Regions from separate parts of the Mus musculus genome. Here region 1 is linked to region 2. A link is a contact called in public promoter capture Hi-C data. All regions are on one chromosome and are shown on one strand. The core of a region is the stretch at or near the end of the contact, and the rest is flanking DNA. Distances in the headings are between cores, read along the strand shown.

Region 1 (3,026 bases), core at 145-2,644, 520 kb after region 2:
ATGGCTGCTGATAACCGTGAGGGCCTGCCCCTTTCTGAAGGGAAATGGAGGAGGAGTGGATGAGGGAGGGGGATACTGAGAGGAGAGAAGGGAGGGGAAACTCTGGTCAGGATATAAACATAAATAAATAATAAAAAAATTTAAGGTGTGTGTGTTTTGAATCATCTTTAACTCCAAAAAGTAATGGCAAAAAGCAAATTACTTTTCATTTACAGAGCCAGTAAAATAAACCATTGCTTTAGGGGAAAAAAAAAAAGCATTCGGTGAGAAGGAAAGCAATGGCTAAGATCTGCTCTGATCATGGCAGCTCACTCAGAGAGATGCGAGGCAGAGTGTAGCTGTATGGTTCAATGGGTGATGCATAAGAAAAGGGAGCATATGAATGCTGTTGTCGGTTTAATTACATATTCAGATAACACATCCACACTTGGAGTTATACAGTATGCAGGTCATCATAGTATAGAAAACAAATGTTCTTTAGGTTTTTTTAAAATAGGAAAAATATTTAAATTGTATGTTTGCTACCACTTAAATGAAAAAAAAAACAATCTAATAACACAAATAACTCTATTATGAATAATCATGTTTTTTCATACTATTTTCCCCCAGAGTCATATACCTCATATTTTCAGCTCAGTGGAGATCAGAGGCACTGGGTACACATTAAACCATGTAAATACATGGTCCACAGCATGCCCTCAGGTTGTCTACCAGGGCCACACACAACCAAACACAAGCCCTTTTTCTGGAGACTACATTTTCATTTAGCACGGCTTTCCTTCTGCAATACCACAATTGCTCTCCAAAGCTAATACTTAATAATTTACTATTCTAAAGCTTTGCAACAAATACACTGATGTAAGGGTTGCAGATTTTGCTGCCTTTTAAATGGCCTAGAAATAGAATTCTTACTTCTAGCTCCACCTGCTGTCACAAGAGTCAAACCGAAATTACTGCTTCACAGACTCTCAAAAATTCCATTTAGGCCAAATCTCATATCCAATGCATTATCTGTGTCTGCCTGGGAGCTAACGAGTGTATTCTAGAAAATTCTAAATTGAAACACAATGTTGAGTTCTCTGTGTACACTGCTCCACTTATAGTTACCTACATACACGCCACTGGAGTTGCAAATCAGGGCCACACCACCAGTGGCACCACCAATTATAGGGTCTGGCTGTTTAGTTGTGTTCACTAACAGGTCTTACAGAGGTGTGGGCAATCTGTCAGTGTACCTGGTCTTTACCGGTGTTCTGCAGACTTTTTAAATAACAAGCCAGTGCCCACATTCCCCTGTTCAGAGTGTCGCTGGGAGTGGCCTCACAGGACGCCCGCCAGCCTGAGGCTCACGGCTTAGCTACTGTCAGCTTCCTGCCATGGTGAAAAATAAAAGGCAAAGAATCCAGGAGAGGCAGAGCTGCTCTTTGCCTCTGGTTTCAGAGAGCTCAGTCAGTGACCCCTGGGTCCTGTCACCATGGCTGGAGTCCAGGATGGGAGAAACTGTCCCTTTGACAGTGTCAGATATATAAAAAGGAGACACAAGTGCCCCAGTGTCCCCTTCAAGGACACAGCTAATTTCCTTGGACTGGGCCCTACCTTTTAAAGCACCACCCCGACCCCCACCCAGGAGTGTCACAGGTTGGCGACCCAGCTGTCAATACACAGTCTTTGAAGAACATTTACGATCCAGACCATCATAAACTCCAATGCTTTTTACAAATCCTTCCTGATAATGTAAGTCTGGGCATTTTCTACACAACTGGAAAATACGTCCTTCCGTTTTGTTATCTATCCTCAGGAAAAAAAAAAAAGAACGCTTTTCATGTTCTATAATGAAGATATGTATTTATTTTTGCTTCCCAAACTACTTAATATGTGTGATACAGATATGCCATATAGAAAGAGACTGAAAAGGTGATTTTTCCCCCCTACTTTGTGAAAAGCTGCTTCCTAGGAGGGTAATCAGCTTTCACCACAGGGGTGAATAAGTATTCAAAAAAATCGAATAAAACTATCAACATTTTTTTTTCTTTGAAAGTTCCATTATGTATATCTTTTTGTGGTTCACAGTTCTAAGCTTCAGGGTCAGTGTATGCAGAGAAATCCTCTTGAAAATGAAGCAGTCTGGTGTCTGGCTATCATAGGGAGCTCAAATTAGAAACGGCAATAAACCCAGGGACAGCGAAGGAGAAAACAGTAAGAATGCCGGGTTACCTGACTGTAAGGCTGGTCCCAGGGTTAGCAAAGAAAGCAAGGTTCATGCTCACTCTACCATACATTCATTTTCCCAAGGACCGAAATGCCTAAAACCAAGGGCTTAAAAGGATGAAGTGGCCTTTAACAAAAAAAGGGATAATGTAAGCCTTCTCTAGTCTGAGGAATAAAATTCAGACTCTGAGTTTTAGAGGCCATGATTGGGGGTATAATGTGTTTGTATAAAAGGACTGTACGTCCAGAAAGCAAAGTGACAGGTGACATCAACATGCTGGGCTGTCAGAGCACAGGGACATGCAGAGGACTGACGCGTCCTTCCACCTGCCTGCAGAGAAGTGGAATAACGAGAACAGGGTCTATGTCACAAGAAACGGAGCTTTTCTCTGTCACTGGGAAGGAGACGAGGTAAAAACAGGTTGCAGCAGAATAGACATCTTATTCCTATGAACACAGACAGGAGTCATTACCTTTTCATTACACACATCTCCTGACCATAATGCATCTAAGGTCTTGGTGTTAACAGTGCCAAGTCCTGCCTTACTCAGCAAGTTAAAGCCTCCACCTTCTCGGCACACTGGCCCTTAACCACCTTTCCAGTGCTCAGCTCCGTGAGATCAGTGAATGTGGATGGACAGGGGCCATCTCCAATCACACACTATACTTCTTATGGTGCGGGAGGGAGCAGGACTCCAAGGAATTCTGGTTTGAGAAGGATACTTTCTTAATAGCTGGAGGCATGAAAGATTGGGCTATCCAGATCTAAGAGGAGAGTGTGCGTTGGGACAGAGTTGCTACAAGGAGAGAGACAGAGA
Region 2 (2,918 bases), core at 319-2,818:
TACTTGCTACCCCCAGAGTTCTATTATAATCCTTCAAATTATTAAATAATTGCAGTGTTTCCCTGGGGGTCACATTTGGCAACAAGGCACTGGCCTAAATGAACCAATGACACGACCCAGTGAATAACACTTACATTTTTAACTTGCTAGAAGCAAACGGGTGTGACATACTTCTAAGGGAGAAACTAGAGAAACTAGTGGGGTGGGCTTGGAAACTGAATATCGACAGTATTGCAATAATTAGTGCCAGGCTCCCCACCAACCCCATAAAAAAGCAACTCTCTAACCCCAATCCCAGCTTCTATTTCAGGAATGGCTACCATCACAAGAAGAGAGGCAGGCATATGGCTCTCCCCTTCTGGACATTCCTACAATGTAGGCTAGGCTGCTCTGGAAAATCCCATCTCTTCCTCCTACAGCTATATGACCTCGAGTTGTCATTTCAAATAAAGTATGCTTCCACTGATTTTTATGAACACAGACAAAAGCAGCTACAACCTTCCTTCCCCCAGCCCCCCAAAAATACCCTTGCGAACCAACTGTAGTTGCTATGTAGGGTTATTTGTTTCTAAGGCAACAGCTTATGTCTAAGTACTAATGGCCTGTCCTTTTGCCAGGCAACAAACAGCCTTGTGATGCAAGTGCACCTGTCTCAGCTACGCGTTACTATGGAGACACTCCAGTTACTATGGCTACCATCACGCTAATCGCCTAGCAAAGGCAGACATACAGCAGTCTTCTCATAGAGCCCAGCTGCTTCTCCCGTCTCTTGCCGGAGACTGATTGTCTAGGGTCTGTGATGGAACGCACAAGAACTTCATTAATGCCACGTTGGAAGGCTCACTCTGTGTGCCCTCCTGCAGAATAAACATCAGAACAGAAAAATCTGCAAGTGGACTGTAAAATTCCCCAGCCTTCTGACACCGGGCCATTCCCAATTAACATAAATGTCTACTCCACTGGCAGTTTCTCTTAACCAGTTAACAAAGGAAATGCTGCTACATGCCTTCTAGAACTTCTTGGTAGGGGACTGGAAAGATGGTTTAGTGATCTAAGAGCACCGGCTGCTCCTCCAGAGGATCCAGGTTCAATTCCTAGCACTGACACAGTGGCTCAAATCGCCTGTAATTCCAGTTCCAGGGGATGCAATGCCCTCTTCTGGCCTCCACAGTCACCAAGCATTCAAATGCTACACAGACATAAATGAAAGTGAAACAGCTGTACACTTAAATAAAGTAATTTTCAAACTTTCTTAGTGGGCCTGATGACAAGCACCGTGAAGAGCTAAGACTCCATCCACAGGTTGAAATCCGGCTCTTTGTTCTGTAAGGCCCTTTCTTCTAACTTAGCACTGACATGCTTTTTAAACTGTGACAATCTACCTAACACCCCTCCCATTGTATATTTGTAAAAATGCACTCATGACCTCAGTCTCATGACAGCCAGACACGTGAGGAGGGAAAGTGGCCATGGTTCTCAAGACAAACACTTAGTAACCACAACAAACCCATCACTCAGGAGCCTGTCGACATGGAAACCGGATGACAACAACCGAGCCTGCCTTCTTTCCACATCTCTAGAGGCAGGCCATGGGAAGGTGGAATCACCTGTGTGCCTCACCGCTCTTATTCCAACAAAGCGTGACCCGCAGAGATAGAAAAGCTGTCCACTTTCCTCTGTAACCGATTCTACCCAGGAAGACGCTATTTACCTACCAGGAGCCCTTCCGGAGCCACACCCGCTCAGTCGGAGCTACAGAAGCGGTAAGCTTCCCAGGAAATGCATAGCCAATGGATGTGCCTCCTCATCAGACTTAATTCTTTTTCCCATTAGTCTGTAGTTATTTTTAAAACATTCATACGGCCTACTAAATTAGTTTTAGAGACTGTCTCTGCTAAAATAACAAAATTCCAGGAGACTTTAAGAAAACAAAAACCCCCGATAGTGCGAGTCACTTACCTTTGATAAGCCTGAGGAGTAGGAGGTGGGTGGTAAGGTGTCTTTTTCAGAGCCTGAATTAGATTTTGTCTATACTCTGGGTCGATGCACCACAATGACCCTTTCCCAATACTCTGCAAAGAAAAATTAAAATGAAAACATATTAATACAGTACAGAGAATTTTGTGGTAGGCAAATACAGGGCTATATTGTAGTTATTCTCCAAAGTTTCCTGTTCATTTGCTAATGATTTCTCAGGCTGACAACAGGACACCATTAAATGCTCTCTGCTCCTCTTTGCCCCGAGTAGATGAGGTCAGATGAACATGTAGCTACCAGATTATGTTGATGCAATAACATGACTGTCAAATCTGAACTACCCCCAACCCAAAATCCCTTATTTCTCAGTATGAATCTGGAGGAATATTCAGACTCGTCCAGAAGTCTCTAACTTGGCTGACGTTCATGGGCGCTGAGAAGACCTTTCGAAGCTCCATCTCTGCTCTAAAAACCCCAGCTGTTTTAAACCACATTATCTTGGCACGATCTTACAAAAATGGAAACGTAATCCACTCATTGTTTTTGGTATCCCGTCCCCCTTGCTCACAAAAGAACATTTATGCTTGGAATGGAATTTATAATTACCTTCCCCTCAGAAACAAAAGACCTGGCAACAATAGCAAACCTAAGCCAGAATTCAAAGTATTTTTTATTTTTATGGGGGGGGGGTGTCCTTCAGTTCACAGCAATCTGCTCTTGTCTCTAGGAATCTTTAGAAGAGGTCACACTTTAAAAGTGTAAATTGGCTAAAACTGTTCCCTGGGGGGAAGGGGGCAGCTTTCCCTGAAGGCCACTTTTGGGCTGGCTGGAGGCAATTGGTCTGAGATCAGCTTTAACAGTGGGTGGGGGTGGGGAACAGCTGCTCTCGCCTGCCCTGCTTTCAACTGGGTCAGTGTACCCAAACCATTTGAGAAGGTCAA

Evidence for each region. Promoter capture Hi-C pulls out the DNA fragments that hold promoters and counts their contacts.
Region 1: a promoter capture Hi-C map of liver shows a contact between it and region 2. The contact joins the enhancer-like site here to the promoter of 3300002A11Rik in region 2. A contact is called at or near these places in 6 of 39 promoter capture datasets (the C10 cell line, cranial neural crest, frontonasal cranial neural crest and 3 more), 1 of 15 datasets of contacts at CTCF or cohesin (the NIH/3T3 cell line), 2 of 484 Hi-C or Micro-C datasets (bone marrow-derived macrophages and cerebellum), 4 of 115 datasets of contacts at active chromatin or transcription factors (bone marrow-derived macrophages, embryonic basal ganglia, embryonic fibroblasts and 1 more) and 1 of 9 other capture datasets (embryonic stem cells).

Annotation. Positions count from the first base shown.
Region 1 is chr12:99,860,262-99,863,287 of GRCm38.p6, forward strand. The region is part of intron 3 of Efcab11 (EF-hand calcium binding domain 11); the gene reads right to left. Among named protein-coding and RNA genes, the nearest start is that of Efcab11, 22 kb to the right of the region's middle. Within about 2 kb of position 1,395, at least 5 of the 459 cell types and tissues checked have an H3K27ac peak or open chromatin away from gene starts, as enhancers often do. A contact at or near this core is called in liver, where this site is marked.
Region 2 is chr12:99,339,463-99,342,380 of GRCm38.p6, forward strand. It overlaps 3300002A11Rik (RIKEN cDNA 3300002A11 gene), which reads left to right and starts at 1,569. Exons shown (of 3, transcript NR_166805.1): 1 at 1,569-1,763. Foxn3 (forkhead box N3) reads right to left here. Exons shown (of 6, transcript NM_183186.2): 3 at 1,960-2,072. RefSeq lists an enhancer at 1-1,809.